3 separate regions of the Mus musculus genome follow, and all the other regions are linked to region 1. Evidence: chromatin contacts called from public promoter capture Hi-C data. All regions are on one chromosome and are shown on one strand. The core of a region is the stretch at or near the end of the contact, and the rest is flanking DNA. Distances in the headings are between cores, read along the strand shown.

Region 1 (4,220 bases), core at 869-3,368:
CTCACAGACAGACACACACACACACACACACACACACACACACACAGATTGACAAAGGTGGGGGAAGGGAGGGAATCCAGTTCAAGCTGGGGCTTGCTGGCTTCCTTGTTCCAGGCCCTTCAGCATGGCTATGCTTTTCTGAATAGTCTTGTGCATAGGAAGACACTGAGCAGGATGAAAGCAGAAGACTCCCAGGTCTAGGAAGCTGGAGGTCTGGATGGCTGGATGTAGGAGGGGGTCTTGGGCATGATGAATCCCACCTGAATTTTCTAAGAGCTTGGCCGCAGTGGCTGGGGCCCACAGCATCATTCATTTTCCAATCTTACTCCAAATGTTGAGAGCTAGTTTAAACTGAGGCAGACTCTCCTTCCTGAGCATCCCCCCTCGTTTTTTGTTTGTTTTTGTTTTTTTTTTTTGTTTTTCGCGACAGGGTTTCTCTGTGTAGCCCTGTCTGTCCTGGAACTCACTCTGTAGACCAGGCTGGCCTCGAACTCAGAAATCTGCCTGCCTCTGCCTCCTGAGTGCTGGGATTAAAGGCGTGCGCCACCACGCGGGGAGGGGGGGGGGCGGCTCGTTTTTGTCAGAAGAAAAAAGTGCTGAGAACAAGATACAGCAGAAGATCCACATGTAGTCTTGTCTCCTGGGGACAAGGACACCAAAAAAAACAAAAAAGTCCAATGGCAGATCTCTTAGGGAATAATGTTTTACCACCCCTCTCCTGGGCTCAGGCCCTCCTACACGTTTGGAGCTAATAGCTAACTAGGAGTTAGAGCAGAGAAGGGATGTGCCTGGCCTCAGGAAAGCAGGGTACCCACTGGCCAGAGGGCAAAGGCTCTAGCCTGGAGCCAAGTTGGAAGAGGACAAATCCAGGCTCCAAGAACTATTTCCTGGACTGTTTTGTTTCTTAACATACTGAGATTAAAAGAAATTCTTGGCCTCACCTTAGGTATATAAATCTGTATATCCTCCATAAAGGTTATGTTCCCTGGAGGCTTTGGAAGGGCCAGCCTACCTTTGTGGGTAGAGTTGGACTTCCGGAGCCAGGGTGGATCTATCCCTCCCCTGCTTCCTGCAGCACTGGGTGGGTGGGTGGTGTGTGTGTGTGTGTGTGTGTGCACACGGCTGTGTTTGTTGCACCAAGACACAAATCCCTACCTCAGTCGTGTGTGTGTGTGTGTGTGTGTGTGTGTTTTGCATCAAGACACAAATCCCTCAGTCCCCCACCACCCCGAAGTCCCCAAAGGTCTGGTTATCCTCGAGCCCCTTCCCCATCCTCTGCTATCAGAATCGCAACATCCTGCTGGAAGCCGTCTTCCCTTCCTTCTACCCCCACCTCCCCAACACCAAGGCCCTTACACCCAGGGCACAGCGCCCAGCACAGGGCCTCAGGCCCCGATCCAGCGGCCTGGAGGCGGGTCCCAAAGTTGGGCGAGCCAGCGCCGGCCTGGGAGCGCTCTTTCCTGGAAGACATTTTGGCTCTTTGTTTACATTCGCGGCGCGCCGCTCCCCGGCAACATGGCTGTCACCGGCGCGGCTGACAGCGACCCTGCCGCACCGAGCGCCCCCTCCGCGGCCCTGGGGAACACTTACCATCTGCGGGTGGTGGTGGCTGTTGGGAATGTTGCTTTCTTGAAAGAACGTGCTTAGGGCGGTCTGCGGACAAAATACGGGACGCAGCGGCGTGAGCGAGGCCTGGCCGCCCCGGCCCCCCCCCCCCCCGCCGCGGCCCCCCTACGCGGCCCCCGGCTCCCACGCGCGCTCCCGACCCCGGCCCGGTGCACACCTCGAACTGCCAGTGCGCCGCTTGCAGCAGCTGCTGCGCCTGATCGGCCGCGCAGCCCGCGGCCAGCACGAACTGGTTGATCATGACCTGGTGCCGCAGCTCGTCCGTGTTCACCGACATGGCGCTGGGCGGCCGCCCCGGGCTCACGCTCGCAGCTCCGCCGCCGCCCGGCGAATGTTGTGGTTCGGCTCGCGCGGCCGCGCCGACGCCGCAAACAACAGCGCGGGGCGGGGCCGCCAGGCCCAACGTTCGGGGGCCGTGAGCCGACGCCGCTGATTGGCCCACGCGCAGCCCAGCCAGCCGCCGGCTCCCACACGGACGTTCGATTCGAATCCTGCGGCGGGCCCGGCCGCTCTGTTTCTCTCCTCGCCTGGCCGCGCCCATTGGCGGAGTCGGTGCCGCGGGGGCACCCCGGCATTGGCCAGCCTCCGTGTTTTGGCTCCTCCGAGTTGGTGGTTGGCTGGGGCCGCCATCGGGAGGCGGGGCGTGATGCGCTGATTGGCCTACCGTAGGCCTGTTTGAACTCAACTCGAAAACCCTGACCGCGTTCTGATTGGTGGAGGTCATCAGTGTTTGCTGTTGTAGGCGTGGGGGTGGTGCTGGCCAAGTTCATTCATTACTTCATTGAAACTGAACATGCTCAGCTGGAAAAGCAAGACGGAGTGGCTTTGACTCATTTCCTCTGAAAGATGTGGTCATCTCGAGAAACAGAACGATCAAAATAGAAAACACACAGAACCTTCGCAGCTACTCGACTCTCAAGAGTATTTAAATTTTTAAATAGCTTCTAAACAGTCTCTCTTAAAAAAAAAAGAAAAGAAAAAGAAAACTTTTGAAACATGGCAGACAGATCCTGGGTTCAATTTCTTAACACCACAAAACAAAACAAAACAAAACAACACAAAAGAACCAGGCGTAGTGACCACATGGTTTTAATTTCAGGGCTCAGTGGGAGGTAGAGGCATTCGGATAGCTCTGAGTTCGAGGCCAGTCTTGCCTACATGGTGAGTTAGTTCCAGGACAGCCAGCAGGGCTACATAGAGAAACTCTCCAAACACACACACACACACACACACACACACACACACACACACACACACACACACGGGGGTGGGGGGGAATAGCCAGTGCCAGGGCATGCTTTGCATAATCCAGCCTCGGGGTTTAAAAACCTTATGCTTTAAAAAAAAAAAAAAAAAAAAAAGTACCTGTTTTCAGCATGAAGACATTTTCTTTGTCATTATTCCCTGATCAAGAGGACATTGATACATCTATTCACATGAAACTTACATTGTATTGGGTATTAAAGTGACCTAAAGATGATTTAAGGTACACAAGATGGTGAAGTTGGCTGGTAGGAAAAAATGACACATGGTATAAGAGCCCCACTTATCCAAGGATTCTAGACCATGGGGAGCGGGCAGGAACTGTTTCCACCCTGATCTGGAGGATCGGATTGGGAATTTACTGTGAAGGCTCCTGTTTCAGGAAGACATATACTGTTTTTCATCAGAACTAATTACAGCGAAGGTTCTAACTAGTTAGGGTGTGCAGAACAGAAGGACAGAACAGAAGAAAGCAAACCTCACTTCTATTTCTTTGCCAGTGAAGGCAGAGGCAGTGAGAGTCGCTTTCCATGGTGTGGGTGTAAAACCAGACTGGGGTTGACAAACTTGGCAGCAAGCGCCTTTACTCACTGAACTCTTTTTATTTTACCTAAAAGGACTAAATGTTCTCTTTAAGAGAACTTGCCCGTTTTTTAGAAAGTATCTAGCTAAGAATAAGGTTACAACTGATGTTTGCACACCAATGAATGCACAGCTGGCTGGAGAGCTCTCCTAGCCTACCAGAAGCCCCGGCTACCTCCCCAGCTCCACAAGAAGAGAACAAAAAGCTTTGGGCGCAAGGATGAGTTAATCTTGTTTCTTTTGTCTTCTGTTTTGTTTGTTTGTTTTGAAGGGGTAGGAGTACTATAATTATCTTTAGATATCCCCAAAACGCCCACGGGCTGAGGCTGTAAGTGTGCCTGGGAAGTCAAGTATAGACCCCCCCCCCCCAGCCGTGTTTCAGGGTCCCCTAAAGCTGTTGACACTCAACTTCTTTTATGTAGCATAGCATAACACAGCATAGCGTTTGTACATAACCCCTACACAGCCTCATATATTGTACATAACCTCTAAAATGCCTTATAATACCTAATAGAACGTAAGCACTAATAGTTGTACTGTATTGTTCAAGAAATAGGGAGGGGAAATCTGTGCATGTTTAAAAAAAGAAAAAAGTCTGTACCGATACAATTTTCTGTCCTGATATTATTTTATCACGGGTTGCTTGAATGCAGAGATGTGGTTGTGTAGGCTAGGTGGCCCCTGTAGAGTTTCAAGGTCTTTCCCTGCTCCCCCAAGGTAACTGCAAAGTGAAAATACAAAGGCACAGC
Region 2 (4,220 bases), core at 562-3,061, 1.0 Mb after region 1:
GAAAAGCCATTAATACTGGTGACTCCCTACTTTTGGGCTCCAGTAAACCTCTGCTCACTACAGTCCCACAGACCCTGCTTGTTCTCAGTTTACTTCCAATCCAGTAGGGAAGAATCCTCTAGACTTTCTTCAAAAGATGCCTAGGACCTAATCACCTTCAAGGCTCCTATTGCTTCCAGCCTGCTCATCCTGTCTTGCCTATGTTACTGTGACCTATATTACCGCAATCTCCTAACTTACATTCTAGCTGTTGCCATTCTCCAGGCTTCTGTCTGTAACACTGTGTAGCAGTCAATCTTGTAAAACTAAAATGTATCATTCTATTCCTGGCTCCACCCACTTCTCTCAACTGCCTCACTCAGCCACACTTGTCCAGCATGCTACTGTTCTGAAATGGTTGCACCTGCTCTGCTGGGGACACTCATCTCCCCAGTATTCTCATGTCTTCCTTCCAGGTCTTTGTACGTGACAAGGTCTCATATAATCCAGGCTGGCTATGAGCCAATTGATTTTTCCTGCCTCTGCCTCAAGTGCTTGGGTTACAGATTCAGGCCACTGTGGCCCATTCTTCCAGGCTTTTCCCAGATCACTCTACCTAAAACTTCAATGCTTAGCTGGGTTTGTTGGTATATGCCTGTAATCTCAGTACTTGAGAGGCAGGAAGATCACTGCAAACTAGAGATCATCCAGGGCTTTTAAAGAGCTTTTCTCACAACATGTATCAGTACAGTGATACATGCCAGTAATCTTTACGCGTGGGAGATGAACGTGGAAGGATCAGGAGCTCATAGCCACCCACAGCTATGTAGCAAGTTCGAGTCTAGCCTAGGCTACATGAGATCCTTTGTCCAAACAAACAACAAACCTACAACTGTTATTATCTCTAGCTTCACCTTTGCCTTCTGAGTCTTACTATCTCTGAAGTATCATATTTAGTGTTACTTGGGTTTATTCATTTATTTTTGTCTGTCGCCCTCCAGTATACGAGCTTTACAGCCTTAGGATTTCTGTTTTACTACTCTCTGCCCCAAATTAGCACTGTGCTAACAGCATGCTCTCAAAAGATGTCTGCTGAATGAGGTGCGAGTGGATGAATGAAAATACTTGATGCTCTTTCAATCCTACAGGTGCAGCTCAATAGATGCTCTCTTTCCTGCTCAGGCCCCACGCAGTACCACTACATGACGCAGGCTAAACATGGACCCTTAGGGACCAAACCAGCTTTGTCTCAGGCTTCCTAACGTTACTAGGGTCAAAAGACTGGGTAACGTCCCAACTTGCGGATCTCAGGTTTTACTACTTTCAAGGTCCATAATGCACATCTTCCCATATAATGTGAGCCTGAAGGCCGGGAAGCAAACGTGGACAAACTAACGATCTAGAAAGACGCGTATGTGGCGGCTCTCTCCCAGGGTCTGCACTACCCGAGCCACGAGGGTTGCAATCACACTCTACAGTCCCAGCACATCCCGCACCTCCGGCCGGGTTACTAGGGCGATCAGTTCCTCCTGGGGCAACCAAAACCTTGCAAGCCGCCCGGCTTCCTCGCGTCACCTAGCAGCGGGAGGAACCGCCCTTTCCGTCCCGCCTTTCTCGGCTCACCGGGACCTTCCAGGCGGTATCCGCGCCCTTGGACTCGGGGTACAGCTTGTCCAGGCTGTAGATGCTCTGGAACGTGGTGCCGTCTACCTGTCTGTGCAGAGCCCGGCGAGCACAGCGCGCGGGCGGCGCGAGCAACAACGTTCCAGTTCGGCTCAGGCCCCAGCGTAGGCCCCAGGCGGTCGCCATGTTCACCTCCCAGGACCGCTTCCGGTGCTCACTCTTCCGGCGGTCCGCCAGCCTTGGCTGAGCTGGCTCTTAAGTTCCGCCGGGTTTCTCGGGCTCCGGGCTGTCCACCTTGGCGGTGATGGTGGGAAGTGGTGCGCACCCAGCTGACATCTGGTAGAGGTTGACCGGCAGATAGAGACCACCTACGGGAGATTTTTCTTAAAAAGATTCCTGTATGGGTCTGACTGAGCGGTGCTCACCTGCAGTCCCAGCACTGCTCTCAAGGCTAAGGCAGATGAGAGCCTAACCTAGTCACATAGCCCCTGTCATAAAAATAATACATACATGGCCAGGCGTGGTGGCACTTAATCCCAGCACTTGGGAGGCAGAGGCAGGTGGATCTCTGAGTTCGAGGCCAGCCTGGTTTACAGAGTGCGTTCCAGGACAGCAAGGGCTATGCAGAAAAAAAACCCTGTCTTGAAAAACCATAAAAAAAAAATAATAATAGTACATACATACACACATACATACATACATGGCCAGGCCTTAATCCTTGCACTTGGGAGGCAGAGATAGGTGGACCTAGGCTAGCCTGGTCTACAAAGTGAGTCCAGGACAGCCGAGGCTTCTATACAGAGAAACTCTGTCTTGGAAAAATCATTTTAAATGTGTGTGTATGTAAACAAATATATAAATGCATAAATACATAAACAAACACTGGATCTAGCATCCTAGAAACACCCTTTTCTCTTTTTTGAGTCTGTTCTCCTTCCCTGGACCCTTGAGCAACCTAACTAGATACAGCAAGGACGACCTTACCTGCTAAGCTCGGACTTTCCCTGCCCTTTCCTATCCCTTGTTCAGTGTGAGCCACATTCCTAACTTGCTTTAGATAGATGAGTGGATAGACAGTCAACCAATCTTTGTGTGTTCGATTTTGAGCTTAAGGGTTGGTTTTGTGGTATTTATTTAGGCAGGTTTCAATTATGTAGCCCTAGCTGGCCTGGAGCTCACTATATACAGCAGGTTGCCTGCCTCTCAGTCCAGAGCATTGGTATTAAAAGCTTACCCAACCAGGTCTGTCTTTTGCTTGTGTTTTGAGACAGGGTTTCAACCTATTTAGCTCAGACTAGTCTTGAACTCCTGACCCTCCTGCCTTCACCTCACAGGTGTTCAGATTTGTACCACTACTCCAAGGCCCAGTCTTATGTTCTAACATATTGCCTGTCTCCAAGTTAGAATGTAAGGTCTCTGCTGTATCCCAAACATGCAGAGTGTGTCACATCACAGACATACCACGACTGTGGGTCAAGTGAATTTCATGGTAGTTCACGTTTTTGTTGTTCTTTGGTTTGGTTTTTCTTTTTCTTCTTTTTTTTTTTCCTCATGACAGTATTTCTGTGTAACCTTGACTGTTCTGAAACTCGCTCTGTAAACCAGGCTGGCCTTGAACTCTTAAAGATGCACCTGCTCTACCTCCTGACTGCTGGGATCAAAGGCAAGTGCTACTATGCCCAGCAGCAGTTCATTTTTGTAAGTTGAGTTTCAGTCAAGTTGAATCAACTTCAGGTTTTTTGTTTTTATCTACAAAACAGCCTTATAAGCCACTCACACCCATGTGAGAGTTGTGATGAATGGCTTTGCTTATACCCAGCCAGGGATGGGAGGCAGATCACTGGAAGTGGTTCTAAATACAGGCATCTTCCCTCCTCAAGCTTTAAGAAGCAGCATAGTGGATTCTTCTAGCCACTAAAAACAAACTGGAGGTGGTTGGAAAGATGGCTCAGTGGTTAAAGAGCACTGACTGCTCTTCCAGAGGTGCTGAGTTCAATTCCCAGCAACCACATGGTGGCTCACAACCATCTGCAATGGGGTCTGATGCCCTCTTCTGGTGTGTCTGAAGAGAGCATTGGTGTACTCTTATACATAAAATAAATAAATCATTAAAAAAGTAAAAAAAAAAAAAAAAGCAAACTGGAGAAGTAGGTACAGAGTTCAGAAGACTGCAGGCTAAGTAGGGTTGTTTCATAGTGGTGTTAAGGCAGTAAATTGGAATGCTAAGGCTACAAGTAAGACAAGAAGTGTTTGAAGGTGTCTAATCCTTGGCTAAGTTCCTTGGTTGAGGTTGTGAATAAATGAAAATAGATGTCAATAAATGTTAGTAATTGTTAGTAATGCTTGTGATTAACTCATAATGAAGAGCTTGATTTTTTTTTTTTTTTGAGACCGTATCATCACCTACAAACATACACCCCTGGGACAATTGAAGTATTCCCCAGAGACACTGGCTCATTGAGACAGGAAACTGTCATGGAAGCAAGCCTTTACAGTCTCTACATTATTGGAAAGATAAACCAGCCCCCAGGCACTCCGTGAACTCCAAGGATTGGCAACTGACATCTTCCTTTGGGGCTCTGGCTCGGAAGGAGTCTCCTGGGTCCTTCCCTGACTGA
Region 3 (4,220 bases), core at 988-3,487, 1.0 Mb after region 1:
TCACCGCAAATATGACACATGTGATGGGGACACAGGTTTACAAGCCTAAAGCAGATTCTGCGAGCGGAGCAAGCCGGCTCCACACTACAGCTGACCCAGCTCCGCACAGCCTCCTTCCAGGCGTTTGCACAAGCCCGGGAGCTGGAGGCTACCCGCTTACTTTCACTAACTCTCCCACCTGCGCAAGCTCAGGGGCGATCCCAAACCAAACCGGAAGTCCTCGAAGCAGCTCTAATCAACCACAAGTCTGAAACCAGACAGGTGGCCTTACCTTCTTCTGCCAACTCCTTGGTAATGATGAGTTTCCCATGGCGGAGGTAGTTTAGGATAGGACCAAAGTAGGTAGGGTCTCTGTCAATCAGATACGCTCCAGTCTCGTCCTGTCAACCGAGCACAGCCAAGCAACATTTTCTAAATAGCATTTCCCTAATCCGCCGGGGCACTCAGGCAACAGTCACTATGTCAGCTAAAAACCATTTATTTATTTATTTATTTATTTATTTATTTATTTACTGAGCCGGTTTTGCTACAGTTTGCTTATTTTAAACTATTGACCAGAGGCTGGCTTTAAGATCATTTCAGGTCAGATGTCTTAGACGCACAGTCACTCCCACTGCCCAGGCCTTTATTTACTGGGTAGACCCACATTCTGTTAACATTCTTCTGTAGGGTACCAGCTACAGGGAGGGGATGAAGGAAATCTCATAGCTGTGTTAAGCGTTCTGACTCCTTCACTGCCCCTGGACTACAGTCCTAATTCTGAGAAAACTTCCATTCTATTGGCAGTTCTCCTGAGCCCAAGGCCAACATCAGTGGGAGTCTGCACTGGCAGCTGCAATCTCACACACCCTATCTCTGTGCCCAGAGGAAGCTTGGTACTGCCAGGACTTGGCTCAGAGCAACTTTAATCCTACTCATCTTTACAGTAAAAGAAACAAGAAACTGGCTTGTGTTGGCCATAAGGAAGATTTAGGGTATATAAAAATAATTCCCTATAAACAGGAGTTCTGGAATCTCTTAAGGTTCCCATCAATTTGGTATCAGAGAACAGATGAAACTGATTAAGGGTTTATGCAAGTCTACTAACCATGGGAGTGCTTTATGGTATGGATGCGTTTGAGAGTCAAAGGTCAACCTGCAAAAGTTACAGTTCAAACTGGAAATGAATGACGTCTTGCCACTGCTCAACCCTGTGTTTGACGCTACACATTCTCTGGGTCCTAACCTATCAGCCCATCTTTCCAAGGAGTGCATTTACTTTCAAAAATGTACCGAAACGGTGACTGTTACGGCACAAAAGGTCTGGGACCAGGATTTTATCACCACCACAGGATGTATCACAAGCACTTCCTGCAGCCTTCAGTAGTGGACGCTATCATTAAACCCCGAGTTTAATACCACTTTACACAGGGATGGAACAGGACCTGAGTCCTCCGAAAGTGACCAAGATGTGGTCATTCACCCTGACCCAGTTCTGAATGCATTTGGCACCAGCAGCAGGGGGCCGCCCGGGAGCCAAAGAAAAACTCATGCAGATCTGAGAAGGGGTGGTCCCCAGGAGGGGCAGGGAATGTGACAGGAGCACGAAGGGGGCTCCCGTGGGTGCAGGTAGACAACTCCACGCAGGAGCAGCTGAGAAAAGAGCGGGGTGCGAAGGGAAACCGGAGTGTGCCTGAAGATGGGGCAGAACTGGGACGGGAGATCATTCTGAGGTGGCCAGTGCTAACTCGGGGGGAAGAGAGTGGACTCAAGTCCGGGTTTGCAGGACCCGCTGGAGGGAAACGCGTCCCAGAGATCGGAGCACCAGCCTGGAATGGGTCCCAACACCCGGGGGCGCGCCCGAGGGCGGGGCGCACCTTGTCGGAGTCCAGCTCCGGGTCCTCCTGGCAGCACAGGCGGCAGAGGAAGGACTTGGGCTCCCGGCCTAGGGTCTGTCTGGTGGTCACGAAGTAGGTACCGCCCACGTTGAGCCGGACCCAGCGGGCGGCCCCGCCGCCTCCCGTCCGCTCCGGAGGTCCGGGCCCGGGCTCCAGCGGCTGCGCGGCGGCGGCGGGCTGGCGGCCGTGTCCGCGGGGTGTCGGGCCCGCAGGGCGAGGGCTGGGGGGTCCGCGGCCCGAGCCGCCGCCGTCGCCCATCGCACTGCTGCCACCCCCTCCCAGCCCCGCCACTGCCGGGTCCAGCTGCAGCTCCGCCATCTTGGGCCGCCGCTGCCCGCGCGCCGCCGGGCCGGCCGACTCCTCGGCGGGGAGAGCCGGGCCGGCCCATCGGCGGGCGTGGGGCAGGGGGAAAAGGGACCCCGACGGCGCAGGCGCCGCGCCCGCCTTCCAGGACGGGACTCCATGCTCATTGGCTGAAGTGTGACATGAGACCCGCCTATTGCTCGTTCGGATTGGCCAAGGAGAGAACTTCCGGCAACTCTCTTCCGTTCCTTGCTTGCTGGAGAGAGAGCACTCCGCCGGGGGTCGGTGAAGGTGAGTGGGGTCTGAGGTGTTGGGTCGAATCTCCACGGACTCTTTTGTATTGTATTCCAGACCTCGCTTCCACACTTGTTCCAGCTCCACGGAGGACATCGGGCCTTCGAGCTGCCCCGCTAGCAGAGCGCCCGAGGTCACTGCTTTGCCCTGCTCGCTTTCCCGCGGGGCGAGCCTGGGGCCTGGCAGTGACTTAGCCAATCACCGTGAATTTAGATGTTGCCACAGACTTTTGTCTCACACTGTGTGGCGATCTCAGGAGTGGAGTTTAGGGGTCGGGAAAGCATCACAGAGTTAGGGTGGTAACTTTCAGAGAGGACAAGACACCTAGCAGACTTCAACTCTACGTCCTTCCCTTCGAATGGAGGATTCCTATTCCTCATGAGGTTTACCGATTGATCTAATTAACTATTGGTCATTCTCTATGCTTATGACCTGTGTATGAGAGCAGGCTGGCCAATTTGTCTGAGAAACAACCAGCGCTAGAGATGAATCAGATAACAAAAAGTCTGTAACTCCTGCTTTCTCCAGTGCACTTCGTTCTCTGGCATCCTTAGTTCACTTGACAACTGTCTTAGTCTCTGTCTCTGTCTCTTAGAGACGTAAGCTGTACTGAGGAAGGAAGGAAGGAAGGAAGGAAGGAAGGAAGGAAGGAAGGAAGGAGAGAGACCGGCATTTGACAACTTTGATCGATAGGAAGGTATCCCCCACTCAGAGCTTGTGTAGATGGTTTCCACTTTTCGGTTGGCTCTCTTCATAGTTATTTTCTGTATCTCGTCTTGTTTTGGTCTCAAGACCGCTTCAGTCACTTTCTTTTCACAGTATCATTTGTGTAAAAATGCCTCTGAAAGTGCACAGTATGTGTGCTGTGGACAGGATGACCTGGGCAGGACAGTTCGAGTGAATGGCCGGGGTTGTGGTGGAGAGTCAGTGGCCAAAACACAGTAGCTTAGTTAGCCTTTGGGCAGCTTATGACTTCCTTTAGAAGTGTCTGCAAAGAATAGAAATGAGTTGGGATAGAGGAAGGGCAGCCTGGTAGGAGAGAACATGTTTATATTCTGGGTTGTAGAGCTTTATTTTGATGTATTGAGACAAGCTCCCACATCTCTCATGTGACCTTGAACTTTGATTCTCTGCCTCTACCTCAGTGTTTCTGGTGCTGGAGAGGGAACCCAGGACTCTGTCCATGCCAGGCAAGCATTCTAGCAACTAGCTACATCCCTAGCCCTCTTTCCTGGTTTAAATCCGAATTCTTTCATCTGTTGCATATATATACCCATCAAATGCTTGAGCTGATCCGTCTCTTAACGACTTGTATTTCTCTGGAATGGTCTCCTTCAGGGGTTCTCTCCAAAGGCGCTGTTTTGTTTTCTAGTATCCCAAGATGGCTGGGCGTAAACTTGCTCTAAAAACCATTGATTGGGTATCTTTTGTGGAGGTCATGCCCCAAAACCAGAAGGCAATTGGAAATGCCCTGAAGTCCTGGAATGAGACCTTCCACGCCAGGTCAGTATGCTGTAAGAGGGAGCCCCCATCCTTGATGCTGAACCTGGAAGCAATGTTTTGACATTTATCACATCCACTTAGTATTTAGTAAGTATATGAGTTCGAATCTGCTGCTGTGTGTGCCATATCAAAAGGAAAACTTGTGGGGTTGGCTCTCTGCCTTCAACTATGTGATGAGTCTTGGGTATTGAATACAGGTCCTCAGGTTTAGCAACAAGCCCCTTTACCCACTTAGCCATCTTG

The links. Promoter capture Hi-C pulls out the DNA fragments that hold promoters and counts their contacts.
Region 2: a promoter capture Hi-C map of liver shows a contact between it and region 1, with 2.2 times the contacts expected there. The contact joins the promoter of Mrpl58 here to the promoter of Ubald2 in region 1. A contact is called at or near these places in 2 of 39 promoter capture datasets (liver and pre-B cells) and 1 of 9 other capture datasets (liver).
Region 3: a contact with region 1 is called in a promoter capture Hi-C map of pre-B cells, with 4 times the contacts expected there. The contact joins the promoter of Kctd2 here to the promoter of Ubald2 in region 1. A contact is called at or near these places in 2 of 39 promoter capture datasets (liver and pre-B cells) and 1 of 9 other capture datasets (liver).

What each region holds. Positions count from the first base shown.
Region 1 is chr11:116,431,992-116,436,211 of GRCm38.p6, reverse strand. It overlaps Ubald2 (UBA-like domain containing 2), which reads right to left and starts at 2,118. Exons shown (of 3, transcript NM_176902.3): 1 at 1,784-2,118; 2 at 1,591-1,653. The coding sequence starts at 1,903.
Region 2 is chr11:115,401,343-115,405,562 of GRCm38.p6, reverse strand. Mrpl58 (mitochondrial ribosomal protein L58) reads right to left here and starts at 1,811. Exons shown (of 6, transcript NM_001347645.1): 1 at 1,603-1,811. The coding sequence starts at 1,788.
Region 3 is chr11:115,418,143-115,422,362 of GRCm38.p6, reverse strand. It overlaps Kctd2 (potassium channel tetramerisation domain containing 2), which reads right to left and starts at 2,237. Exons shown (of 6, transcript NM_183285.3): 1 at 1,857-2,237; 2 at 272-380. The coding sequence starts at 2,195. Atp5h (ATP synthase, H+ transporting, mitochondrial F0 complex, subunit D) reads left to right here and starts at 2,444. Exons shown (of 6, transcript NM_027862.1): 1 at 2,444-2,471; 2 at 3,847-3,977. The coding sequence starts at 3,856.